Linked DNA regions of Mus musculus: regions 2, 3 and 4 are each linked to region 1. Evidence: chromatin contacts called from public HiChIP or PLAC-seq and promoter capture Hi-C data. All regions are on one chromosome and are shown on one strand. The core of a region is the stretch at or near the end of the contact, and the rest is flanking DNA. Distances in the headings are between cores, read along the strand shown. Region 1 holds the start of Pigk (phosphatidylinositol glycan anchor biosynthesis, class K). Region 2 overlaps Miga1 (mitoguardin 1). Region 3 holds the start of Nexn (nexilin). Region 4 overlaps Zzz3 (zinc finger, ZZ domain containing 3).

Evidence for each region. Promoter capture Hi-C pulls out the DNA fragments that hold promoters and counts their contacts. HiChIP or PLAC-seq counts read pairs in DNA pulled down with a chosen protein or histone mark. Capture Hi-C pulls out chosen DNA fragments and counts their contacts.
Region 2: a promoter capture Hi-C map of stem cell-derived epiblast-like cells shows a contact between it and region 1, with 2.4 times the contacts expected there. The contact joins the enhancer-like site here to the promoter of Pigk in region 1. A contact is called at or near these places in 14 of 39 promoter capture datasets (the 3T3-L1 cell line, the C10 cell line, embryonic stem cells and 8 more), 2 of 115 datasets of contacts at active chromatin or transcription factors (the 230-238 cell line and bone marrow-derived macrophages) and 3 of 9 other capture datasets (adipose tissue, liver and pancreatic islet).
Region 3: a contact with region 1 is called in a promoter capture Hi-C map of adipose tissue. The contact joins the promoter of Nexn here to the promoter of Pigk in region 1. A contact is called at or near these places in 22 of 39 promoter capture datasets (the 3T3-L1 cell line, 3T3-L1-derived adipocytes, the C10 cell line and 13 more), 1 of 15 datasets of contacts at CTCF or cohesin (the NIH/3T3 cell line), 7 of 484 Hi-C or Micro-C datasets (3T3-L1-derived adipocytes, the C10 cell line, the HPC-7 cell line and 2 more), 7 of 115 datasets of contacts at active chromatin or transcription factors (the 230-238 cell line, bone marrow-derived macrophages, embryonic hindbrain and 2 more) and 3 of 9 other capture datasets (adipose tissue, liver and macrophages).
Region 4: an H3K27ac HiChIP or PLAC-seq map of oligodendrocyte precursor cells shows a contact between it and region 1, with 4 times the contacts expected there. The contact joins the enhancer-like site here to the promoter of Pigk in region 1. A contact is called at or near these places in 17 of 39 promoter capture datasets (the 3T3-L1 cell line, 3T3-L1-derived adipocytes, the C10 cell line and 12 more), 1 of 15 datasets of contacts at CTCF or cohesin (the NIH/3T3 cell line), 6 of 484 Hi-C or Micro-C datasets (3T3-L1-derived adipocytes, the HPC-7 cell line, embryonic fibroblasts and 3 more), 8 of 115 datasets of contacts at active chromatin or transcription factors (craniofacial prominence, embryonic basal ganglia, embryonic forebrain and 4 more) and 2 of 9 other capture datasets (adipose tissue and liver).

What each region holds. Positions count from the first base shown.
Region 1 is chr3:152,709,794-152,716,385 of GRCm38.p6, forward strand. It overlaps Pigk (phosphatidylinositol glycan anchor biosynthesis, class K), which reads left to right and starts at 4,307. Exons shown (of 11, transcript NM_025662.5): 1 at 4,307-4,434. The coding sequence starts at 4,342. Gm32085 (a long non-coding RNA gene) reads left to right here. Exons shown (of 6, transcript XR_867773.2): 6 at 1-115.
Region 2 is chr3:152,303,781-152,310,715 of GRCm38.p6, forward strand. All of the region lies in intron 7 of Miga1 (mitoguardin 1), which reads right to left. Among named protein-coding and RNA genes, the nearest start is that of Miga1, 33 kb to the right of the region's middle. RefSeq lists an enhancer at 1-2,070. Within about 2 kb of position 4,966, at least 129 of the 459 cell types and tissues checked have an H3K27ac peak or open chromatin away from gene starts, as enhancers often do. A contact at or near this core is called in adipose tissue and pancreatic islet, where this site is marked.
Region 3 is chr3:152,263,582-152,270,304 of GRCm38.p6, forward strand. Nexn (nexilin) reads right to left here and starts at 2,214. Exons shown (of 14, transcript NM_001357206.1): 1 at 2,132-2,214. Gm31999 (a long non-coding RNA gene) reads left to right here and starts at 2,939. Exons shown (of 2, transcript XR_376257.1): 1 at 2,939-3,091; 2 at 3,180-3,457.
Region 4 is chr3:152,415,139-152,422,172 of GRCm38.p6, forward strand. It overlaps Zzz3 (zinc finger, ZZ domain containing 3), which reads left to right. Exons shown (of 14, transcript NM_001080755.2): 2 at 4,877-5,002. Among named protein-coding and RNA genes, the nearest start is that of Zzz3, 23 kb to the left of the region's middle. Within about 2 kb of position 2,618, at least 10 of the 459 cell types and tissues checked have an H3K27ac peak or open chromatin away from gene starts, as enhancers often do. A contact at or near this core is called in oligodendrocyte precursor cells, where this site is marked.

The DNA.
Region 1 (6,592 bases), core at 3,057-5,556:
ACATGCTGTAATCAAAGTAACTATTAAATGTTCCCAAGATTTCTGAGACTTGCAAAGGACATTTAATAAATAAAAAAATGTACAGTGAAATAAAAAAACAATTAAGAAAAACACATTGCATTTGTAGGGATCTCTCAGTTCAAGAAGAACTGAATCTCCCGTCAGTCAGCTTCGTGTGAAGATAACTAGAGGCTTCTGGGTTGACATGAGAGGATTTTAACAACCTTCCGATTGCTAAAGAGTTTGACATGACTTTATGTCCAGGTCATGATGGCATTTTAATAGCAGCACAAGGTTTTCAAACAGGAGACACTGAAGGGCAGTTGCTCTCCTTTGGCACTAGAGGCCAGTCTGCAGCTAATTAGCAGGTCATAGGTGGAAGTGGACTGTGGCAGAACAACAAAACATTGTTGTTATCAGTTCACTGAACAGATGGAAGAAAGGCATTTCAAGTCAAGCCAAATGGAGCTGAAGGTGACACAGTATCAAAATTAGACTGAAACTGGTGCAGATGCACTGGAACCCAGGTCTGCTTTAATTATCCTTTTCTGTTCGCATCTTATTCTATTCATACAATTTCCCTTTAGTAAATTTAACCCTGCTCAAAGAAATATGTTAGCTGTTAGATATGACATGATTTAGCCAAATACTTTGGACTTTGGTTGTCATAGCAAATAAATTTTCCTGTGGCAATTAAACTATAGGGTGCAAAGCACATTGGAGGAATCTCAGAGATTGTGATTGGCCCAGATTAAACTCATCTTTTCCACACACATTATTTTCTAACATTTATGTGGTAGTCACAAAAGTATTTTTAATAGATGTATGTGCATTTGTCTTCCAAGTTGCTTCAGGTAAACATTTACCCCAGACTTTACCCACTCTACTTCATGTGGTCTCTGTGCTTGAAAGAATGGTAGTATGATGTATTCATTGGGATAGAGTAGATATCCAAAAGGTCTTTTGAATAGCTGGTCTTCTCTTGATCCAAGCTTAGTCCCCGGAACCTACATAAAAAAGCCAAGTGTGGTGGCATGCTTGCAGTCTCAATGTGTGGGTTACAGGCTGCTGGGGCTCACCAGTCAGCCTCCCTAAATCATTGAGCTTCAAGCCAATGAGAGACCCTGTCTCACAAAACAAGGAGGCTCCTGAGGAATGACACCGAGGTTGTCCTCTGGTCTCCATACACAAATGCATACATGTGCACATGTACTTCTTGCACACACACACATACAATTGCATACATACAAATGAATGTACTCAGGTGTGCTTTTCTAGAAGTGATCTGTCTCTTCTTCCAAGATATAAGTCATCACTATGTTCTTTTGGTTGCTACTTACTTCAAAGCCCCTCTTGCTTTTTGTCATTTTTCCTAAACTCTTTTTTTTTCTTTTTTTTTTTTTTATCAGATATTTTCTTTATTTACATTTCAAATGTTATCCCGAAAGTTCCCTATACCCTCCCCTGCCCTGCTCCCCTACCCACCTACTCCCACTTCTTGGCCCTGGCATTCCCCTGTACTGGGGCATATAAAGTTTGTAATACCAAGGGGCCTCTCTTCCCAATGATGGCTGACTAGTCCATCTTCTGTTACATATGCAGCTAGAGACAGAGCTGGGGGCGGGGGGTACTGGTTAGTTCATATTGTTGTTTCACCTATAGGGTTGCAGACCCCTTCAGCTCCTTGGGTGCTCTCTCTAGCTTCTCCATTGGGGCACCTGTGTTCCATCCTATAGATGACTGTGAGCATCCACTTCTGTATTTGCCAGGCACTGGCATAGCCTCATATGAGACAGCTATATCAGGGTCCCTTCAGCAAAATCTTTCTGGCATATGCAATAGTGTCTGGGTTTGGTGGCTGATTATGGGATGGATCCCCGGGTGGGGTAGTCTCTGGATGGTCCATCCTTTTGTCTTAGCTCCAAACTTTGTCTCTGTAACTCCCTTCATGGGTATTTTGTTCCCTGTTCTAAGGAGGAATGAAGTATCCATACGTTTTTCCTAAACTCTTAACACTGCTCTAAGCCACGGTTGACTGTCGTAGCAGTTTTCCAAATGCTCTCTATTCAGCACATTCTCCTGAATGGGACTGGTATGATCACCCCACTCTGAAGCTTTTCAGGCCCGTAGGATACACATCAAAACTCATCCCTGAACCCTCAAAGCCCCAAGGACAGGGGACATCTACTTACCAAGATAGCCTCCTTCATAACAGCCTGTATTGTGTTCTCTGAACTGCAAGTCCAATGTAACCCTCACCATTCCTCTGTTAATCTAAACTTCTTTCTGCTCTGGAGTGTGCACACAGGTTGCTGTGTTTGTCCTGACAGCTTTTCTGTTTGTCCTCAGCTTCACTGTGACTTTCTCTTCTCCTTGGAGGCTGTTCGCCACTGGCCCTCGTGGAAAAAGGGAGCAGAAGTGGGGGACCAGGGTTCAGAAAGCTAAGAATACCAATGCATTGACTTCTGGGATCAACTTCAGTGAGACAGTTCAACTTTATACGGGGCTGTATAGATCTTGGGGAGTGTGTGGGGACTTACAAGGTGGGTAAATGTTATTGGTGGGGGGGTAAGCCTGGGAATGCTTCATTTACATGAATTTCAAGAAGAACCTGCTGAGCAGGTTTCTCCTCAGAGATTTTGGAGGGTTACTGTGGATCCATCTCATATACAGTCACCAAACCCAGACACTACTGTGGATGCCAAGAAGTGCTTGTTGACAGGAGCCTGATATAACTGTCTCCTGAGAGGCACTGCCAGAGCCTGACAAATACAGAGGTGGGTGTTTGCAGCCAACCATTGGACTCATCATGGGGACCCCAATGGAGGAGTTAGAGAAAGGACTGAAGGAGCTGAAGGGGTTTGCAACCTGTAGGAAGAACAACAATATCAACCAACCAGACCCCCCAAAGCTCCCAGGGACTAAACCACCAATCAAAGAGTGCACATGGAGCGACCCATGGCTCCAGCTGCATATGCAGCAGAGGATAATTTTGTTGGGCATCAGTGGGAGACGAGGCCCTTGGTCCTGTGAAGGCTAGATGACTCAGTGTAGGGAAATGCTGTCAGTGTAGGTCAGTCTGTTGTAGTAGAAGCAGTGGGAGGGGTGATGGGATAGAGGGTTTCCAGAGGGGAAACATGGAAAGAGGATAACATTAAAAATGTAAATAAAATATCCAATTAAAAAAAAAGGGCTTTTGTGGGGAGTGAAGAGATAGCTCAGTGGTTAAGAGTACTGGCTGCTCTTGCAAAGGTCCTGGGTTTAGTTTTCAGAACCCACGTGGTGATTTAACAACCATCTCTGGTTCCAGAGGATCTGATGTCCACTTCTGACCTCTGCAGGCAATGCACACACATTGTGCTTAGGCATATATGTAGGAAAAATATCCATACACGTTACATAAAATCCAAAAACTAAAGTTGTTTTGTGTGTGTGTGTGTGTGAAACAAAAAGGACACAAAACACTTTCAAGCAAAACTGGCCATGGTAGCACGTGCTTTTAATGTCAGCACGTGGGAGACAGTGGTAGGCAGGTCTCTCTGTGAGTTCAAGGTAGCTTTAGGTCAGGCAGGGCTTCATAATGAGACCTTGTCTCAAAAAAAATTAAAAGAAATATTCAAAGAATAATTAAAATGGATGAGTAATAGTGTTACAACAAAAATTTTTTTCAAAATTAGAAAACAGAATGACCAGAAATACTGTATATTTTTTCCCTTCTGTATGGTGTCTGTGTGTACGTGTGTGTACGTGTGTGTACGTGTGTGTGTGTGTGTGTGTGTGTGTTTACAGGCCCACTTATGGAAGCCAGAAGCAGGTGTTGGGTGCCACCTCTTTCTGACTTGATCTCTTGAAGCAACATCCTTCACTGAACCCATTTTTTTTCCCCTGTAGGTTGGCAGTCATTAAACCCCAGTGATCATATTTCCATTTTGTCGTCCTTTAAGATTTAGAAATCTTGGACCACATAGCCAACTAACTGATAGCACCACACCAAAGGGAAACATCAAATATTGTGGATCCCCAAATTATCTTTTTAAAATTTCCTCCTTAAATATTGTGTCTATTTTACAAAACAAACCTAGAAACATAGCTGAGTAAGTAATTCTCCAATTAGGTTGCCCCGGCCACTCCAGAACCTGAATGGAGGAAGGTGTATGCGGTGGCAAACAAAACAAAACAACAAAATGAAGCAACAAAACAAAACAAAAACTAAAACAACTCAAGGCCACTACCATGGGAAGAACAAACCAAACCACACCCCCCCGTGCACGGCAGCGGCAGCGCTGCTTTACGGCACTCGCCCCGCCCCTTTGCTCTTCGGGGCGTGAGAAGCCGGCAAACATGGCGGCCCCCTGCTTCCTCACTCTGCGGGTGGCTACCCTGGCCGCCTTGGCGCTCTTGTCTCTCGGCAGCTCTGCCGCTGGACACATCGAGGTAGGCATCGGTGTCTGTTGAGGACCGACCCCAGGGAGGACCGTGTGACTGTGAGCGCCTCAGGTGCAGGACGCACGGCCCCTGAGGGCAGCCGCCTGCAGCGTCTTCCCTCCCCGGGCTGTGTTGTGGGATTCAGGACCGTCCGTCCTGAGGACAGGGACCGGACACAGCCTTTTAGAACGCCCTGTTAAGAGTGCGAAGCCAGCGGTGACGAGGGAGGAGGACCCGGTCCTCTGCTCCTGTGACAGGCAGGGCACGCGTGGGGACTGTCATGGCTTTGGTGTTTTGCTCCTCCGCCCTGACCTCCTCCTCCCTGAGGCTGCAGGACGTCTGGTTTCTTTACGATGCTGTTACCAGCGATTTCCCCAGCGACGCGACTTGGATTTCTAGCATTATTTTTTAGACCTGCTTGCCCGGGCGTCAGCACACACTGTAAAAACACCTCGTCCAAGTTTATCACCGAGGCTGCCCTAGTCTCCTAACTCAGCAGGGGCAGTTCTGGTTTAGTCTGTTCTCTGAGCTGAGGACGGAGTAACTTTTCAAATGCTGACCTGATCATGTCACTCAGGACCCCTTCTTGAAATCTCTTACACCTTCTTTAAATGTCTAGCTTTGTTAAGCTTTCAGTTTCACAAACCACTGGGACCCTTTTGCCATTGGCCCAATTTTTTTTTTTTTGGTCTGGAATTGTCTTTTCATCTTTTGGGTATTCGCCCAAAATGTCACTTCTGTAGGGAAACCTTCCCTTACAAAGTCATGTTCCCCTGTTACAATTACAGACCACATTTGGTGTCTTTATATATTGTGTGGTGAGTTCTTTGCTAACGTGTGTCTATTTAACTGGACAGTAATCTCTGATGAAGGCACGCACTGTGATCTGCTGTCATCCCCGACAGGATAGATGTCTAAGCATACAGTGAATCCGTAATTGTACATTGTAGTGCAGTGCATTTACATGTCCACCTGTATTAAACTCTGATGTGCTTGAGAGAAGATTGCATGCCTTTTGGTGATTTTCCTATCACCGTATTCCGTGGTGCTTGGCACGTAGAAGGTGCTCCGTTAACTAAATGTTGACTGATTAACGTTACATTGCTGCTACAGAGTTCTCAGTAAAGTTTCAATGGAGCAACAAGTTTGAGCCTAGAAAGGACGCTAGAGATTATTTAGGTCAAATCTCATTTTCTTTTGGAGAAATTCAAGCTTAAAGTGCAAACTGACTTGCCCCAGTGTCATGTACCGCTCAATTTTAGCTCAGGCCTTCCCATGCCTAAACCAGGGGTTATCCACAGTAGCACCCTGCTTGCTGCTTTGTTCAGTGTCTGGGCAGCTGTTAGAATGGTTTTGGGGGCTGAGGGTGGTTGTAGCAGTGGGTCTATTCTCACACTTGCCTGGAACTTTTTGTCTCTGAAACTTTCCTGCTAGCCACACAGCTGAAATCTCCATTTGTTAGGCAATCACTTTGTTGCATTCTCTGCTCCTACATTGTGAGTCTGCTACCAGCTCTGTAGATGATGAAGGGTGGGGGGTGGGGGAGTGGGGGTGGGTGGGTGTAGGTAAGCCAAGATGCTCTAAGGTATGCTCAAGTCAGCGAGTGGTAGGTAGATCCAGGTTTGAATTCAGACGTCCCAACTGCTCTAGTAATGTGCCCCAGTTAGAGCTTAGCTCCTGTGGGAAGAGGGATTGTAATGTTCACAATAACCCAGTTAGAGCTTAGATGCTGTGGGAAGAGGGGATTGTAACGTTCACAATAAACTACTGGTGCCCAAGAAGACAAGGAGCACAGTGAGAGCATGAGTCATGGTAGAGAAGATGGTGTGTGTGTGTGTGTGTGTGTGTGTGCGCGCGCGCGTGTGCGCGCGCGCACCGCAGTTTTAAATGATAACCTAATTTTTAAAAGAGATAAATTCCATACAGAAAGACTAAAATGTGACTTCAGTAATTCACTTGCATTTGTTTAATGCTTCCTAGTTTTAAAGCAAGGACACCCATGCAGCATACTTGTGTAGTTGTGTCAATGACGCTGGGGTGGGGTTGCTCAGAGTGTGTGGAAGGGGACAAGTGGATTTACTTAGTTCCCTACTTACTTCTCTGCACTAGAGATGAAAGTCTGGGCTGATGGTTGGTAGGCAAAGGCTCTGCCGTTAACTTATACCTT
Region 2 (6,935 bases), core at 3,716-6,215, 410 kb before region 1:
AAACTAATGTTTCGTATAGTTGTTATAGGCTGGTAATTCCCACGGCATGAGAGCCACAGCTAAAGAGCCTAGCATTAAGCTCCTTTGGGTCATTTTGTCTACAATGAGATAGTACCATGTTCTCAGAGCCCTTCTACATTTTTGATGTTTCCAATACTGAGACCTACGTTAACCATGAGAAATTAATTATGAACCTGAAACATACAGTGTTTAATGATTGAAAACAACTGTAGAAGTCAGTCCTAAAGGCTTCCCAGGAACGATGACTGCACACTAAGGAAGTGCTACAATTATCAGCTGCCCCCTGGCCTCATGGAGGAGTTTTTGTTGGGTTAGTTGATCTTTTAAAATAATAAGCAAATCTAAACATTTCTTAAAAACTGTCTGCCTTTCTTCGACACCTGGAAGTTTACAAGATTCTTACAGAGTCCTTGACAATGCAATGCTCTCCTTGGGAGGAGCATCAGCATGTCAAGGGTTAATTTCCAGCTCAGTTATGCAGTGGCCTAAGGCTGCACTCAAGCCTCTGCCCTTCACAGCCTTGTTGTTCACTTAAATTTTTCCCAAAAAAGGACCTGATTTTTTTTTTTTTTTTTTTTTTTTTTTTTTTTTTAAGGAGGGGAAGGGAAAGAAACCTAGATGCCCTTTGAGCCTTGGCTCTGGCCCTTGGGCCTGGCTTTATTTCCTTAGATCAAGCCAAGTGAGTTTTCTGTGTCTCAGTTCTGCTGTTCCTAGGCACATTCTATTTCTGTTATTGAGAAGGCACTGGGTCTATTTTAGTCTCTGCAGACGCCAGTGGAGATTCCAGGCATGCCTCTCCTCTTTTATAACCCCACGCTGTCCACGTAGGCCCTGTGACACCAGTCTGAAAAGGGAGCCTGTGTACTGTCTCACTGTCACCTGACTGCTGCTGGCTAGTATCTACACACATTTTCACAGCTTAACTACAACCTGAAACCTTGTGCTTTCCGCGTCTTTATTGAAGATAAGAAAGTCCCAGCTGCCAACAAGTGTTTTGTAGTCTTCAGTTGTTCAATTTATCAACAGTCTAGAGAACCACTGTGGCTCTTTTTTTGGAAGGTTTTGTGTGTGTTTCAGGGTTTGTTGTTTGTCTTGAGAGAGGATCTTACTATGTAGCCCTGGCTGCCACAGCTCACTGTGAGGCCAGGCCAGTCTGTCACGACACTCATCCCTTCTTGTGTGACAATTCTCTACCCATATTGTAACCCTGTACCCCGCCACCCACCCCCCAGGTTTTAGGATACTAAAATATATAGTTTGAAAGAAAGAACAACATTAAACTTAAAAATCAAAAACAATCTCACAAGGGAAAGACTAAATTTTGAACTAGCCGTTCAATGGGCTATTTTCTGTCCTGCTAAGCTAAGTAAGGAAGCACTGAGACCCAAAAGGCTCATCAATTCTGGATGTGCTGACCGCTCCAGCTTTGCTTACAGAGACCATGACACATGTGCAGAAGCATCTTGGCACGGTGGCACAGTACAAAGCAGACTGCTCAACAGTTGTGTCTGCTTTTGCCTGTTTATCAAAACACTCACCCATCGTGACGGCAAAACAGACAACCGGGCCTCCTAACTGGGGAATACAGCTGCCAATACAAAGCAAGAGGCACAGGAACGCCAGGGCATCCACACCTAGGCAGCAGCCTTACCTCCTCTTCTGTCATCAAACGACTGAAATAAGATAGAACTAAGAATGAGTTTGCAGTTAAAGAGCTATCGTCACAGGGCTGGGGAGATGGTAAGGCGGTTAAGAGCACTGACTCTTCTTCCTGAGGTCCTGAGTTCAATTCCCAGCAACCACATTGTGGCTCACAACCTTCTGTAATGAGATCTGATGCCCTTTTCTGGTGTGTCTGAAGACAGATACGCTGTAATCATATACATAAAACAAATAAAATCTTAAAAAAAAAAAGAGTTATAGCGATAACAACCTAGTAGGTACAACTGGTCTATATGCTACAAAGGCCCTGGTTAAAGGACAAATGAGGGCAGAAAACTAGTCCAAATATCAGGTCAACTTCTTCCTGGAGGGAGCTGACTGTAGGCCTTTCCCTAATACCACAAAGGCCTTACATGGCTGAGTAAGTCCTCCACAGATAAATCTCAGCAAAGGCAAACATCAGGTCCCTCTGTCCCTGGAGCCCTCAGCACTGTACTGTATTGGCCAGCACTGAACCTGTCTTGAGCTGCAGAAATGAGGCCAGCTCAGCTGCATCTTGTGGTGTTAGTATACCCTCTGAAATGAAAATTGCGAGGGTTCATACTGGAGCGGAATCACCTTGCACATCTCTCAGCTGCTGTGTAACTCGTACCCTGTCTATTTAGAGACCTGAGGGCATTACTTAAGCCTGCAGTTCAGCTCACTCCCCAAAAACAGCCCCAGCGAGGCTACTCTCCTGTGACAGTGACTCTGCAGAAGAGGAGACCAGTCTCACAGCACCAAGTCTGGGATGCTGGCTGAGAGGAGAGGCTGAGGGACTTCTGCTCACAGCCAAGCTTACTCAGGGTCTCTGGATGTTCTATCTGGCTACTTACCAAACCTGAGAAATGTCTCTCCCCTGGATAGCAGGTGCTTTTTCACAGTTTTTCTTGTTCTCTGTCTGCCAGAGAGTCCCCTTAGAGGAACTCTCATTGACTCAAAGCAAAATACAAAACCCCAAGAGACACAAGCAGGTCTATAGAAAGGAGCTCCAGGAAAGAACACTGACATCATGTGCACCAGCCACCCTTCCCTAATCTCCTACAACACATGCATCTCACTTGACATCTAAATACTTTTCTGTGGCTCATTTTTGCTTAAAGAAACAAAGTTCTTGCGTGACTTCTCTGCCCTCCCTTCTAGGTTTACTGCTATGTGTACTGTTATGCTATGCATGTGTCTTCTGTAGCTTGATTCCATGGCACTCTCTGCTCGAGATGCTCTGTCTGTGATCTTCCTGGCAGGCCTACTGTGTGTTTTCAGGTTATTCCTTCTATGAAGCCTCCTGTAAGTGTCCAAAGAACACTCACAAGCTTTTCTTCAGTGTTCCCACAGCACGTATACACATGGGCTAGGCTACGCTGCACTGCTTAACCTGCAACGGCTGTTAAACACCAGACTACAGATGACCACAACTGTAGCAAGAGCTTCATTTTTCTCCCCCTGACACCTTTTGCCATGTTTTCTATACACAAAGAAATTACACTTGGGCTATGTGTGCTGGTATGCTCCTGTAATGCCAACATACAGAAGACATGCTTTTTCATTTATTGTATGTATGTGTGTATATATGTATGTATGTATGTATGTATGTATGTATGTATGTATGTATGTATACAGGCACATATGCCACAGAGTGTGAGTGGAAGTCAGAGGACAACTTGTGGGGTTCAGTTTTCGTCCTCCACCATGTGAGCTCTAGGGATCTCAGGTAGACTGGCCTGTGCTTTTAACCCACTGAGCCATCAGCCAGCTCAGATACTGACTTTAAGGCCAGTATATGCTATGCAGTGAGGCGTCCATCTTAAAACAAACAAACAAACAAAAATAACAAAACCACAAAAGAAAATCAGTTTTTCTGAATAGATATTCCAAGTCTAAGATCCTTGTTTATTCTGTTCAAACAACGGATCATGTGGGGGCCTAATCCCTAAAGTATACCCATATTATAGCAAGCCATTGACATGAAAACATTCCTGGTTTGTTTGTAAGGCCTAAAACAAGGTATTTGTTCCTATACATCAATGTAAAAGAATCTCAAAATCTTTTCCATCAAAACAAAAACAAAAACCCCCACAAACACTAATCACACTCATGGCTCTAGAGTTGCTTCTAATACTGATATTGCAATACATATTTTTATAAGAAAATAAGCATATAAAATGTAAAGCCTAATTAATTTAAAAAGGAAATTATAGGTTAATGAGCTAGAACTCTATTCGTGTAAGCCCTATCCATTCCACAGCGCCTCCAAAGCCCCCTATCTTGCAAATCACCTTTATGTTAAACTGCTCTGAAATCCAGCAGCTGGGTCCTACACAAGCACCCTGACCAATCAAAGACAAGGAAACGTCGGGCTGGATGTCTCAAGGCTAGAGCACTGTGTAGCACACAAGGCACTGCACTGGATTCCTAGCACCACAAATGAAAACAGAGGCCAATGCTTATCCTGAATATTGATTCTCAGTCTGAATAGTTAGAGACAAAGATACAACTAAAGCCCACGACCCATGCCACTTCCTAAAACTAAACCACTGAACAACGAAAACTCCTGCTCTAAACACACAACACACTGCCAAAGCTGGAACTGACACAGACCCAGTGTGTCAGGCGTTTGACACAGGCCTATGTGCAGGACAGTAGCAAAAGGCCCTTGCTAAAGTGACCATCATCCCTTGGTGTCAGGTTTTAGATTCCATATTCTACCAATCACAGTATCTGGGACCAGCTAAAAAGTACCTTCTATCAAAATATATGAAAGATAACAAAATAATAAAGATAATAAAAATTTCTATTTATTGTAAGATATACTTTTATTGTATATTTCATGTATATGAAAACTGTCATGCTTAGCATATATACATATAGAGAGAATAAAATAGTATTTTTGAATCTACCATCTATTTTTGCTATTTTAAAAGCTTATAAGGTTATTTATTTATTAAGAAAAACTAATTGTGTAGGATACTACTACTTCATATCTATCACTTGACAGCTGTGGTATTTGATCTGTAAATGAACTCCACAAATCCTCAGGAATAGAGGCAGATAAGCCAAGAGTTGACTCACGCCCCAAACGTCCTAAACCAGATCTGTTTACTTTCAAGCTCTTTATCTTAGGCTGTTAAACAGGCAGGCTCCAGTTACAAGGTACAGAAAGAAGAGGCAGGGCGGGAAGCTAAGGCTCTGCTGGGCAGGAAGCTCTGGCTCTGAGTCAGTAGTACGAACGCACTGCATTGCGCTCCAATTGTTTGCTATGAGGAAGGCCTAGCTGGTTACTCAGATTTCATGCTGTTGAAGGCCTGCCCTGGACTTACTCATCTGAATCACATAACACAAACGGTGCACAGGAAACAGCTCAATACACGCTTTATCTGTTTACTTTTCTTATTTCATTTATGGATTATGCATTTGTGCACTTGGGGTCAGAAGACAACTTGTGGGCGTTCAATTCTCTCTGTATAGTATGTGGGTCCCAGGGACTGAACTCAAGTGTCAGGCTTGGCAGCAAGCCATCCTGGTAGGCAGCAAACTGTCTGGTTTTTGAGACAGGTTTACTTGTAGCTCTCACTGGCTATGTAGCCAACCAGGCTGGTCTCAAGCTCACAGAGATCTACCTCCCTCTGTCTCCCGAGTGCTGTATTAAAAGTGTGTCACCATGTCCAGCACAGATCAGAAAGCCTGAAAGCCACCTTCTTATCTATCTATTCAGATGCATGTAGAAATCATCTGCTAAATCCTGAAATACTAGTTTCACAGTCTCAAGCCAAAGCTTCCCTCTCTCAGGTCTAGCGCAGGGATCCATTCTGTGTGAAGGCAGCAAGCAGGCTTCCTTGGTTGTGTCTTCTGACACGGTTTCCCTAAGTCCAGACTGGCCTTTGGCTTTGGGCTTCCTACCCCGCCTTGCAAATGCTGGCATCAAGCAGGGAGAGGAACCAAAGAGAAGGAGTGCCCTGGAGGAGAGCGCCCTCCTCCCCTCTTGCCAAATGCAAAACTACTTTCTTATCACAGGATTAAAGAGGCCAACATAAATATTCTGCTGCATTGCCTTCATTAAGCAGAGAAGTGGGGGGGAAGTGTGTGTGTGTGTGTGTGTGTGTGTGTGTGTGTGCGCGCGCGTGCATGGGCGTGTGTGTTCCTAAGTGTGTGTTTGCATGAGTGGTGCATGAATATATAGAGAGAAGCTTAGATGTGGAGGCTGAAGGTTGGGGCAGGTATCTTTGGAAGTCACTCTCTATTTTTGATTATTATCCACTCCATCTGTTCTTTGACAATGTCATGCACATATCTAGTGCATCTGACTGCTTTTGTCTCCCCTCATCCCACAGGTCCCCTTCCACATGCACGCCCCACCCCCTTTTTTAGTTTTATGATCCACTGATTTTAATCAGGACTATCTGTGTGGGCATGTTTGAAGCCTGTGAACTCACCATTTGGCATACATTGGAACACAGTAACTGTCCCTTACGCAGAATCAATCAGTTGCCCACAGTTCAGCAGAATAAAAGAGGGACCCTCAAGCACTTGCCACCTGTCCCCACCCATGATTGGTGACTGAGTGGCCCAGTCTCCTACAGGCCCATTGCAAACAAGCACAGATGCTGTGAGATACTGGGGAAGGTCTGTCCTGCCCTGAGAGCAGCATTTAATTTCCTCTCTCTGCTGTAGTGCTCCTTGAGCCTTACAGAAAGCCGTCTGCGTATCCTGTTGAGGGCACTTTATTTTTTGAGTCAGGGTCTCTCACTGAATCTGAAATTCCAAAATTCAGCTAGGAAGGCCAACCAATGAGGTTCAGGGTCTGCTTTTCTCCCCCACTCCAGAGGTGACATTACAGGCCCATGTCAACCCATCTGGCTTCTACATCGGCGCTAGGGATCCAAACTGAAGTTTGTTTTACAAAGCACTCTCTCTGCTTGGATTTTAAGTTGCTTCTCCCTGTGAGCAGTGTAGAGTGGCTAACACTGAGAACTGGATCCTCACTAAGCAGCCAGGAAACTCGACGTAACTACAACTAACTAGTCACAGCTCTGGTTGCATTCCAGGACTTGCAAGCTCATCACTGCTGCGCACAACCTGAACTTACTTTCCTGGTCTAGACTCGGAGTCAGGGGTCCAAGAGTTGCATAGGTAAGGCTAGGAGGAATTTTCTCTCTTCCAACCTCCACTCCAAGAGGAAGTTATAGGAAGCCTCACCACATTGTCCAATTAGTGCA
Region 3 (6,723 bases), core at 964-3,463, 450 kb before region 1:
CTTGAAAAAAACAAAGAAAAAAGAAGAAAAAAAAGTAACAACTTCAAATGTAATTATAAAAACAGGAGAAAGACCAGGACAGAAAGTATACAAGTGATGTGGACCAGATTGGTCAAGTAAGAAGAGAAACATGCGATTGTTAGTGGGTGAAGTCATTTTCCTCTGACTGATACAGGAAACCAAGATGCTCTGGCTCCACAATGAAGACACCCAGAGACTTCTATACACTCAGGCTTTGGTCCCACGTGCCCACGGTTTGACAGCCATTGACTGTATTCTCATAGGCATGCATAACTGATAGAGTTTTTAAATACTTTTTATTCTTTTGGGGTTTTCAAGATAATAGAGCTTTCTCCCCACAAATGGAGCCCGTCAGTTCAGGCACTTGCTTTCTAAGCAAACTAAATCTATTATGTCTCTATTATATACACTGGCTATCCTGAAACGAGCTATGTAGACCAGGCTGGCCTCAAACTCTCTCTGCATGTAGTTACTCTCTACAATGTACACACATAGTTGCCATGCTTTTCACAAATGAAGCCCCAATCTAAAGCTTCAAGTGAGATTTCAGGGCAAAGTCCTCTCCAAAACCCAGATAGTACATTCCTTGCCTGATGCTAAATATAGTCTTCTCACAATGACATACATTTTGACAATGATCAGCCTTACATGTCAAAAATTTCTAAAATAGCACAGATTCCATTTTAAGGTAAGCTGGAAATCTATTAAAACTGAATTGCATCAAAAGCTGCAAGAAGGAAAAGTAGATTTAAAATAATTGTGTCGCACTTTTGCATTGTGCTCTCCAAGTCAAATGCTGCAGGTAAAATACAAAATTGTACACGGCTTTCCTTAAACGAGCCCTCAGAAGCACCAGGCAAAGGACAGTGCTGAGCTGGGCCTCAGGGTGCTGGCCTGTAATTCCAACTGCGCTGGAGGCTGGGACGGTCACAGTCCTGCCTGCCGGCACTACCGAGTTCAAGGCTCGCCTGGAAAACCTAGTAAAATAGATAAGGAAAGAACTTAGAAGCAAGAGAGCTTGCCTAGCAGGCACCAACTACACAGCATGAAATCTGTTTATATTACCACCTCCGCCCCCACGCACAAACAAAAGACTTTCCTTCAGTTAATTATGCACTTTCCCCATACAAACACACCCAAACGCAAAACAAACAAAACAAAAAAACAAAAACATGCAATTTGGATTTTCTTACAGTGGCAGTTCAACATATAAATGAATAATATTGGGGGAAATTTTATGTAGTTCACACACTATCGTGTGACCAAGACAGTCTAAAAACTTCGTTTCACAATACCGGGAACATACTTCTGAGACTCGTGCAATGGGCCGCGCGGCTCCTATACAAAAGTTGGTTGATGAATGACGCCCCGGTCAGAAAGGTGATTTCTTCGTGGGGCTTCTTTTCTCTGCCTGTCTGTCTTTTTCCAAGGGTAGTCACTTTGTGAGGGCATGCCATGTGCTATTTTTACCACGTTATCTATGCTCAACTCCTTGTCCACATTGTGGCCTTAAAAATAAAACGCTTATCTCAAGCCACTGAGCAATCACCTAATCTCTCAATTTGCTCCTTCTTCATTCAGACACACACACAAAGAGAGAGACCTGTATGTATGTGTTATGTATATGTGTATATAAACATATATGTATATATTACTCTTGAACATCTCACATATGATGCCTTTACTCTGACTTTTAGAGCTAGCTGCTCAACCTCCAAGTGTATCCCTGTCTTGGCACTGGGGAACAATTTGGAGGCCGGGCATGGCAGCCTAATAAATCCTTAATTTCCCCGCTTCCACGGACCCATCCGCAATTTCTTTAAAATCTCAGCCACAGCTGGCGGAGTCCGCAGTGGGCACGTGTTGGGTGCCACAGTGAACTCGCCCGCTCGGACCCTAGGGGTCCCCGGCGGAGAGCGTACACACATTCGGCTCATGGAAACACTCTCCCCCAAACTCAGCCGCCCAGATGCAGGTGGAGCAGAAGCGCCCGGCCCGGCGAGGGACCCCCAACCCCCGCAGCCCAGGATGGTCTGGCCGAGCGCAGGCCACCAGGAGGGCCCGGAGCCCCGCCGCGTCCGCCCAGCCCAGCCCAGCCCAGCCCTCCTACCCGCCTGCCGCCGCCCGGGCGCCGCTCCTCCCGCTCCGCGCTGCGTGTCGGGCTCTGCGCGCTGCCCCCGCCGCTCCCGCCGCCCGAGCCCGCTGGCCGCCGCGCGCCAGCAGCAAGTTTCCATAAAAGTCCTGGTGCAGCGGCTCCCGCATTCCAGACGGGCCCAGCGCCCGCTGCAGCTGTTCCCGGACCAGGCCAGTCCCCACCCCCACCGCCGCGCAGCAGAGGGTGGAGAGTCACCCAGAAAGAAGAGGGGCGCTGGCTGCCACCGCAGGCTGCCTCCTGGCAACCTGCCGGCCCGCTTCCCTCAGATTCTCTACCTGCCCTAGTAGCCCATAAAACTCCCTGACTTCTGGCCAGCTTCCCCTTTCCTTCGGAAGGAATGGGGCGACAGTGTGAAAACGCTGAGTCTGTCTGCCGCTCCTCTTTAACCTCGAGGAGAGGTGACTGGAAAAGACGCTCAAGGGAACGGGATAAGAGCCTGCTCTTAACTCAACGGCTCACCTTTCCTTAGCTGAAGGCAATACAAATCTGCGCTCTCACATCATCTAAAAGCACGACGTGAGTGTTAGGCACAAGCCTGCCAGGAAAACTACACTGGAGTGTGAGAGGCAAGCCCAGCTGAGGCCTCTTTGGATAAAGAGAGGCCCCGCTTCACTCCATCAACAGCAACCAACCAAACCGAGGAGCCATAGCTCTATGAGGAGCATGTTTGTGTCACAAAACAAGGCCCCGGGGTCACCTCCCAGAGCCACACAACAAAAACAGCATTAGTGAAACAAGTTAGCCAGTGCGGGGTGGGGGGCGGGGGACAGAGAGGGGGGCCCCAGCACTTAGGAGGGGACGGCACGAGCAGAGTTCCAAAGCTAGTCTTCACTATAGAGAGTCTGAGGACAGCCCGGGCTTCAATAGGCCATCTCTCGGAAATCCCCAAAGAAAAGAAAAATGAGAGGCACCGAGGTAGGTGACCCAGGGACAAAGGAAACCACTTCTGATTCCATCAGCAGACAGACCAAAGCTCAGGTGATGTTATTGCTCTTGAATATAGTGGTTTGCCATCCCAGCCCTCACTATCACCAGGAGGTAAATGTCAATAGGAGGTCTGGAGGCCGGCTCGTCCCTTCCACGATTCGGTGCCTTCACCTGTTCCGTTCATGGGAATGTCCACAGCCCCATACAAGCTCCCTACAGGACCCCTCCGTTTGAACCGCTCCTCTCCCGGAAGCCCCTCCCAGCGCTCTCCATGTCTACTGCAAGGCTCGAGGAGTCTTTTCCTCACCGTGCACTTATAATTGTATCTTTATTCTGATTAAAAAAAAAAAACTATTTGGAGACCCATGAGAGCTAATTACCCTTCTGAGGGTAGCTCCTCACTAGGCCCACTTTTTAAAAGATTTATTAATTTATTCATTTTATGAGTACACTGTAGCTACCTTCAGACACACTAGAAGAGGGAATCGGATCTCATTACAGATGGTTGTGAGCCACCATATGATATGGTTGCTGGGAACTGAACTCAGGACCTCTGGAAGAGCAATCGGTGCTCTTAACCGCTGAGCCATCTCTCCAGCTCTTTATTCTGATTTTTAAAGGATGAGATTTGTATTTCTACCCAATAGCCTCATCAAATCGTGCAAAACTGTCCATTTTCTCCATAAACACGGAGAGCATCCCGCTGTGCCTCCGGTAGTGTAATTGTCAGGTGAACATGTTAGAACATTCTCAATCTGCGGGTCACATAAGACCATTTGCATTATAATTCATAACAGGAGCAGAATTGCAGCTATGAAACAGCAATGAAAATAGTTTTATTTTGGGGAGTCACGACATGAGGGTATTAAAAAGACACAGCACTAGGAAGGTTGAGAACCGCTGGGAAGAGACTCAATGAGGGAATGTGTGATACAGTCCACCTGTCTCTTAATTGGGTTACGTTAGGTGGCGAGACGCACCTTCAGGTGGGCTCTGTTCTGTCCTGGCTCTGAGTCCTGGACTGTGTGGAAGAGGAGGAGGCTGTGGGTAAACACACATGCATTCACTCACTCTGCCTTTTCTTTAAAGTCAGGGTCTCGCTATGGCACCTTAGCTGGCCTGGAGCTGGGTATGTAGTCCAGGCTGGCCTTGGCTGTGATTAACTCTGGGTCACCACATCTGGTCCCCTATCTTTCTCTGCTTTTGACCGTGAATGTGGCTATGAGTAACCCAAAATGATGGACTGTGACCTGGAACTGAGCTCAGTAAAGCCGTTGTCCCTTCCGTTGTGAGAGTCTTCCAGCCGCAGAAAGGATGACTGTGACACGGAGCACAGAAAGGCTGCCTGTTCCCAGTATTCCATCATCCATTCAACATGACCAGTCACAGACATCCGACTGCGGTGACGGCAGGCACTCATGCTCTCAAGGAACACAGACTCCCGATGAAGGAGGATAGAAGCGCACCTGGGAATTAGGCTGTGTCTCTCGATGGCCAGTCTCCTGCGAGTCTCAAGGACAGCCCGGGCTTCAACAGGAGGCAGCGCATTAGTACTTCTCTTACTGTAACAGCCGCCTGAGGCCGAGTAACTCCACAGTTACCTGCGGCTTACTTCGCTCATTATTCTAGAACGTGGTGGTGGGACTGGCTTGAGCACGATGTGGACATTGGTTCAGGTGGCACCCGTTAGCACAGAATTTGTGGGAGAGATCACATATAGAGATGGGAAGGCATGGTGTAGGAGGGGCCGCTAATGACCACTGTGGATGCCAGTGCCTCTTTGTTTTGCATGTGTGGTGTGCATGCATGTATTGAAATGCATGTGGATGCACGTGTGTACATGTGGAGGCCAGAGAACACTTCAGGTACTATTTGCTTAGGAAGAGCATCCACCTTCTTGAGTCTCTGACAGGCCTGGAGCTCAGTTAGTCAGGCTGAGCAGCCAGCTACAGGGATGTCCTGCCTCCTCCTCCCCAAGTGAGCACTGCCATGCCTGACATCTGTACACTAGGTAATGAGAGCTGATCTTGGGTCCTCATGATGGCAAGGCAGGCACTTTTCTGACTGAATTCTCTCCTCAGCCCTAGCAGCCTCTCGCTGAAAGGGCTTAAAGGTTCTACTACGGTTTATCACCACAGAGGACTCAGCACCCTCACACAGTTTACATGAATGAAACAAGCCCTATCTCCACCCCAGGAGGCAGAGAGCTATGTAAAGAGTTTAAGATGTGAATATCTGGGAAAGAACTGCTCCACAGAAGGATCCTATCTAACAAGTGCTAGGAAAAATAAGGAGGCTCGTGTGGGTGAAGCCTAAGACATGACTGGTAAAATAATGGCAGCAAGGTGGGCAGGAGCTGGCATGCCGAAGTTCTGGTGGGCACCTAGGGATTCTGATCCCACTCTAAGACAGGGAGCCACGAGGGGATCTTGGACAGAGTAGTGGCACGCTATGTGCTGATTGCAGTTCCTTTGACTTAGCTCAAGTGCTGCACATAGACAAGCGCGGTGAGGGAGGAGACAGGAGACAGAGGAAGAGGGCTCTGCAGAACCAAGATGACAGGCCACGGCATTTGCTGACGGAAAGGGAGTGAGTGGGGCTGCTTAGCTTCTTCTCAGACAGAACTAGCAGGCTTTAGGTTTCTTTCTTTCTTTCTTTCTTTCTTTCTTTCTTTCTTTCTTTCTTTCTTTCTTTCTTTTTTTAGTTTTTCAATTTTCAAGACAGGGTTTCTCTGTATAGCCCTGGCTGTCCTGGAACTCACTCTGTAGACCAGGCTGGTCTCGAACTCAGAAATCTGCCTGCCTCTGCCTCCCGAGTGCTTGGGATTAAAGGCGTGCGCCACCACACCCGGCTTCGGAGACAGGTTTCTGACCTTCAAAGCAGGGAGAACTCTTTTGTTTGGGAATACTTCCGGCAGCCGACAGCTGGTGGGAATCAAGATAGGTTAAGTTTTAAAATCTAAATCAAACTCAAGATTTGCAAATATGTATATGAATTCCTGCTGTATTTATCCTGAATCAACTACGTCTGTTCCCAACCTGTTTTAGTTGTATTTTACGGTCCTGGGATTCAAACTCTGGACCTCACGTGTACTGAGTGAGCACTCGACCACTGAGCTGTACCTTCAGCCTTCTTTCAAATTAGACAAACTCACAATTCACACAGAAGCAATGTTAAAGCTTTGGAATGAATCAATAAAGGCAAATAGCTTATAACTATTTGCCATCAAGACTTAGAGTACAACTGTAATATAGCAGGTACAAACACAAAGCAAGGGAAGAGTCTCCAGTCACGGTTCCTTGTATTTCTAGGCATTTTTCACCTTTAAAGTAAGGGTTGCAGGGGTGGAGAGATGGCACAGAGGTTAAGAGCATTGACTGACTGCTCTTCTAGAGGTTCTGAGTTCAATTCCCAGCAACCACACGGTGACTCACAACCATCTGTAATGGGATCCAGTGCCCTCTGCTGGTGTGTCTGAAGAGAGCATCAGTGTATGGTTAACCCTGAAAACATACATACATACAAGTAACATACATACAAGTAATATAAGCTCAACGGGTTCTATTTAGGAACATATATATGAGTATACAAATACAGATATGCATGTAATAACAATTGAT
Region 4 (7,034 bases), core at 1,368-3,867, 300 kb before region 1:
AAGAGTGGACTTAATGCACAGATGAAGTCTCAGTCTTCTCCCTCCCTCCTTGCCTGTCCAGCCTTTGAAGTGGCACGGGAAAGTGTTCATTCTGTGCGCATGCCTTGCCCCAAGAAGAACTTTTAATAGATGAGGCCTTCCACAGGGAAGGTTCTGATTAGCACTATTCTCAGGCCAAGGTGGAAAGAATATACCTTAGTAGATTTTCTACACTCTTGTTCCCCATTTGGCATTGTTATCTGCTCTGGTGCTTCATTTTGGGGGCTCCAGCTAGCACAACCTCCCCAAACTCTGCTAATGCTCTTAACTCTGGAAAGCCACTGTACTTGCTGTCACTGCCTGCTCCAACAAGGGTCAGGGCACATGTAGGCATTGTCAGTTATGTTTACTGACCACTGTCCTTCAGTATCTGTCTTGTTTATAAAGTTTAAAATAATTTCCATACTTTTTAAAAATCAGATTTTTAGTTTATTTAACCAATTTAAATAGGAAATTTAGTTTCAGGCAGCAGCCAATTTTTACTCTATTTACTCTGACCAGAGGTGAGTAAAAAAAGTCCTTGGAAGAGACTTGGCTCAGAAGGGTTTTGTTTTGTTTTGTTTTGTTTATTTTGTTTTTTTTTTTTTTTTTTTTTTTTTTTGAGATAACTCCAGTGTTAAGGAACTCTCAAACTTCTGGTCTACATGGGTACCTGAAATCACATGCTTGTATCGTACCCATACTGACACTTACACATATACATAATACAATAAAATAAATTTCCATACAGTTTTAGGAGAGTGAAGTAGACAAATATGTATTTCATGTTTTATTTTTTGTAGACTACGTTTAAAAAGGGACAAGATTTAAAGCAGTTGTCTTAATTTTCCTGTTGCTTTGATAAAAGGCTCTGACTAAAGCGACTTTAGGGGAGAAATGGTTGATTTTAGCTCACAATTCTAGGTTAGAAATCCATCATAGGGGGGATGTTAAGGCATTGGGAGTTGGAAGCAGACATGTTGTCTCCAGTCACTCAGAGAGCAGTGAATGCATGTATGCTGTTGCTCAGCTTGCTTTCTCTACTCTAACACAGCCAAGCTGTGCTCCATCTGCAGAGGCAGATCTTCTCATTTCATTTAACACTATGACTGACCTCCACAGACATCTCAGACCTACCTCCCAGATGATTCTAGAATTGATGAAATTCACAGTTAACACTAACCACCACATGATAGATGTTGAAGGCATATAGATGAAAATGGTCTTGGGTGACTGTATTACAGAAGTGGGAAACAATTTGAGACCTATATAGGAGGAAGAAGGTAGTAGTGTAGAGATTTTTAAAAGGATGGATTGTGACTTTTTATGTCTGAATCCCCTAAGTATTTGATAAAATTAAGACTTGTTGTTTCCTTTCTTTCATGAATTTCTATAAATGTAGTTTAGAAAGTCTTATAACACATGCTTAGTTAGACGTTTATGAACACTATAAAGTTTTAGAAGAAGCTAATGTAAAGTAATGGCCGTCATTCCAGTAGCAGATATACAAAAGTACTCCACTGGTAAAATCTCTCTGGACTTCACAGTAGTTCTCTGAGGTAGAGGCAAATGAGATGTCCAGTTTTACAGATGAAGACATGAATGTAGGCAAAGTGACTGCCAGTGACAGAAAATCAAACATCCATTTATTTGCTACCAAATCTGTTCGTTTTCTCTCTGTCTCTCTCTGTCTGTCTCTCTCTCTCTCTCTCTCTCTCTCTCTCTCTCTCTCTCGCCATATTTCTGGACCTGTAGAAGGCCTTACCTTGTGCCTTTGAACATTCCAGGGGACTGGGAGAATAGGGGTTTGTTTGTTTGTTTATGTTTTTGGTTTTTGTCATGCTTTATACCAAATAGTAATTTTCTTATTTTTTTTTTAAAAATAGGAAGTAACTATGAAAGCATGCCTAGGAAAAGTACTTATATCTTTGATCATTATTTTAATGCTTTTTACAATAGACTTTAAAAATTATGTATTAAAAATGAGTCTATTGTATGGCATTTTATTTGATTTTTTTCCCCACCAAGCCTTTAATAATACAAAATATTGTAGGATCTTGCAACTCAGGTTAGTTGAGGCTGGATTTTATAATTAATTTTTAATAGTATTTGTGCTTATTCCCTTGCTTTGTGACCAGAGCTGATATTTTGTAGGGAAAATTGCTGTAGTCTTTCTGAAGGGCTTGCATGTGTCATGAATCTGAGGTCCTATAATCCAATGAGCACAGTAGTCTAGTGTTCAGTGGCAAGTAGCAGAGAAGAGAATTCTTTGCAATGAAGATTAGTTTTCAGATTTGCTGTTGAATGCTTGAATAGCCCATGAATTTTATTAGTACAGAAAAACAACCAAAGCTTTGTAGCAAGGATCGAATAAAATAAGGCTTGTTTCTATTTTGTGCCTTTAGGAAACAAATAGCTGTTTTTAAGCACCTAGAAGATATAGTTACTAAAATAAGAGAATTCAAATGAAAATGTTGTATTTGTTATAACTCAAAAGTATTTTCTCTGCTTCTGAAGGTAATCTAGCAATTGTGTGTGTGTGCCTGTGTGTGCGCGCGCATGTGAATAAACAAAGAGCATCTCAGAGTTGGTCTGAGCGTTTGGATCAGTTGAATTACCTTGTGTTTTAGGAAATTATTTTCTCTTGTTTGAAAGACAAGACCTCATGGAGCTCAGAGTATATATAGCTATAGCTGGATGACCTTGAACTTCTCATCTTTGCCATAGTGCTAAGATGACAGGGGCGTGCCACTACACTTGGTTCTTTTATCCACCATATAGGTATATAGTTACCTACGTTTTTCTATGTAGCTTTTTACTTTACTATTATGTAGGAATTGGGCAGACATTGTGGCATCTTTCTATGATATATATGAGATAAGCATTAAGTCACACGTTAAAGTGAGTGGAATGATTTAAGGCTTTGCTGTTGAAATGCAATATTTGCCAGGATTCAAGTAATCCCTTTGTCTCATAAGCAAAAGCAACTCAAGGCGCTCACAGCTGAACCTGGTGACCTAAGTAAGGTGTTCTGATCACAGGGACGTATCTCTTAGTTACGTGAGTAGCAACTACAGTTGGGGGTTTTTGTTTGTTTGTTTGTTTGTTTGTTTGTTTTTTTCCGAGACAGGGTTTCTCTGTGTAGCCCTGGCTGTTCTGGAACTCACTTTGTAGACCAGGCTGGCCTCCAACTCATAAATCCGCCTGCCTCTGCCTCCTGAATGCTGGGATTAAAGCATACACCACCACTACCCAGCATTAAGAACTTTATTTTTAAGAAATGTTTGCACAGCTGTGTTTGAGAGGTGGGGTGTGGCCTCAGGGCCCCTCACATCTCCTCAGCCCTTTGTTACTTTGAGACAAGATTTCACTATGTCCAGGATGACAGGATTTACGTATGTAATTAGACTCCTGAGTGTTGCAGTTACTCTATTCAGGAGCTAATATACACCCAGCTTCACTTTAGTTTGAGTCATTAATTTTCTGCTTATTCTAATAGATTAGACCTTTATAGTCTATGGTAAGATCACTGTAAAAGAATAATTTGTCAGACATGCGTGTTTGCTGTGTTTGCATATGTGTGTAATGCTAGAGATCAGACCTGGGATCTTATGCTCGGTGAATAAGCACTTTACTATTGGCCTGAACAATACCAAGTTTGAATAGGTCCTGTATAACTCCTATCAAGAATTTTAAGGTTATGTTTAAAGAACTCATGATATGCCACCCCCTCCACATTTCTGTATGTGTCAGCATTAGGTGTCTTCAATTGTTTTTCAACCTTATTTTTTGAGGTAGAGTCACTCACTGAACCTGGAGCCTTGCCAATTTGTTAGACTTGCAGACCATCAAGACATGTTAATCTCCCTGTCTCCTTCCAGCTTTAGGATTACAGACCTGTAACCCTGGGGATATGTGTATGTTTCCTTTTTTGGTATACTTTATTGGGTTCTTGTACTTCTACCTCTCTTCAAACCTTATTCATTCCTAATCTCTTCCACCCCTCACCCCCCCGCCCCCGGCCCCCACTAGGTAGGAAAGAAAGAAGGTTAGAGGGAAAGGGGCCATAGTCCTCCTTAAGCTCCTTCCTGCTAAGTAGGGGTATTGAGTTCCTTGGGGCAAGGCCTACTTCTTGTCAAACAACAGCCAGGAGCAGTAGAGTGAGCAGCAGTCTCCAGGCCCTCTCGGATCGCTGCCATTTTAAAGACCCCAGAATTAAGCTATCTGCAGCTGGCAAAAATCATGCCCCCGCTAGTGCATGAGGCAAAAAATCAGTCACCTGCTGTGAAGCAGCCTTACGTCCCACACCCGGGATTAAATAAAACAAAAACAAACAAACCACACAATTACATAATATGATGGGGTTTCTAAAGAAACCAAAATTCTCCAGAACAGATCTGAAATAAGTCCTCTGTGTGGTAAACATTACCAACAGAGCCATTTTCCAGACCCCATCACTTCACTTTTTCCTTTTTTTATTTATTTTTAACTTGCTCAGCCATCTTGCTAAAATCATATTGATCCTTAACAGTATCATGAAACACCAAAACCTGCTTTCTTTCTTGTTAGTATCTGATTGTAGACCTTCGTAAATGAGACACATCTTCAATCTAAGGCTGTCTGCTTTGCAGAAAATTTAAATAGAGAATATGTGTTCATGGGTAGTGTCTCTCATACATGTGAGCATGTTAAAAATCACCTCACTCTGTTGAAGATAATGTGTACCATGGTTACACGTTATGTCATAAAATAAGTTATGAAACTCAGGAGAATGAAATGTGCTATGTGTATCTTATTTTTGTTACCCACAAATCTGTAAACAGTACCATAGTGACCGTATTTTGATTTCCCTTCACAGATAACAAGTTGTGCTAGTACATCTGTATAAATAATTCCTGAAGTCTCAGTGTGACATGGACAGTAACAGTGATGACAGATAAATACAGATGCTTGGGAGTGAAGTCCTAGTCCAACACTTCAACAGGTAAGGAAAGAGTGTGGCGCGCTCTAAGGCCGGGCGAGGCAGAAGTAATTGGCTGGTTTGTAAGAAATCTGTCCAGTGAAGCCTGTCAAAATACTAGTAGAACTCAGCTTTAAGTACTGGTTCTTTTGTGAAATTAGCGGTAAGAGATACTCTTAATTGGCAAATACAGTGGGTGATGCTTTCCTTCTAAGAATGAACCCTTCTGAGAAGTGTACAGCACTGTGGGCAGAATTTTAGTGCTGTCCCGTGTATTCACAGAGCCTCTGCCTGCTACCACGGTGGCACCACGTTCTAGAGCATGTCCTGCTTTGCTTTGGGATGGACTTCTGGGGAAGGCAGAGAAGTTATTGGTTGGATCCGTCTGAGGCTGAGTTTTCAAGTCAGCTTACTCTCTGTAGGACCCTGTTTTCCCTGTGTACCCCTTCATCATGTTAATTTAGAGCTTTAAACAATGATGGAATTTAGGCAGGTTTTCTAAAGACTTAAAAGAAGAGGTTCCATTTGTAGTTGGTAGATCATAGACCTGATCTCTGAGAAGCAATTTCTTCCTACTTAATTTTTTTTAATTAATGTAAATAGGAAAATTAATAAGGACTTTCAGGGGTAAATATGTATACCCCTGTAATAAGTGTATGTACAGTTCTGTAGGGTATTAGAATGAGAATGCAGGTTTGAGAAGAAAAAATAGAATCTACTTTAAATATAACAGAAGCTCTGGGCATGGTGCATGCCTTTAATTCCAGCACAGCGAAGCTGTGAAGTTAACTTTTGGGAGTTAGGGGCTAGCCAAGTCTACATAGTGAATTTCAGGAGAAACAGAGCTATGTAGAGAGACCCTGTTTGAAAACCACCACCAACAAAACAACAAAACAGGCATGATTCTGTGTGTATACTTGTGACCCCAGTGCTTGGGACTCTTTAATCGAGTTCAGCAACATACGGGCTGTCTGAGCTTCTGGAAACCCTATTTCAAAAAACTGGGTATGCTGGCTCACATCATTAATCCCAGCACTCAGGAGTCAGAGGCAAGTGGGTTTCTGTGAGTTTGGTTAGCCTGGGCTACATAGTGAGATAATGTCATTCCGCCCACCCCCCACCCCCCCGCCCCCCACCAAACCAGACAAACATAAACCAACAAAATATAGCATTCACAGTAATGAAGAGCTTATTATGTACATTAAATAAGTATAACAGGTACTGAATAATTATAATACTGAAAGATTCTGTTGGCTATAATTACATAGACCAGTACATCACCTTCAACAGTAATCTCTTCATTTTTGCAGCTAGAACCCTGATTTACAAGGTTTGATAATGGTATCAGTCCTTAATTAGAATACTTCAGTTAAAATAGTATCTATTAAAAAGTACCTGGTTAAATAGTTAAAGTGGCAAGATGAGGTGTAAACACCTGCTTGCCTTTTTTTCTAGTACTGTTATTTGCAGATGAGTACTCCTAATAACCTAATTAGCTGGAGCATAGTCTCTGAAAAAGACACCATAGCATACTGGTAAACCTGCAGTTAAATATGATATGCCAAGAATAGCAGACGGAGTATTTAACTCAGAAAACTCTTGCTTTTTTCTTCTTGTTGATAATCTGTATGGCCAGGGGTGGTGGCACATGCCTATAATCCCAGTACTTGGGAGGCAGAGGCAGAAAGGTCTCTGAGTTTGAGGCCAGTTTTGTCTACACAGTTCATTTCAGGACAGCCAGGGCTACATAGGGAGACTTTGTTTCCAAAATAAAACAAAAAAACCCCAACAACAAAAGACATTTGGCAGAAAGCAACAAAAGCTTCCTTCAGCAGCTGAGTCTTGGAGCATGAGAGTGAGTATTATGTGTGCCGTGTATGATACAGAAGACTACATGCTGTGTAGTTATTAGCCTAATGGTCTTTGCTGTTTTTGAGTGGTTTCAACGTTTGGGTCTTGACCCCTTTGGGGTTGGGTGACCCTTTCATAAGGGTTTCATATCAGACATTTGTGTTACTATTCATAACAGTAGCAAAATTACAGTTGTGAAATAGTG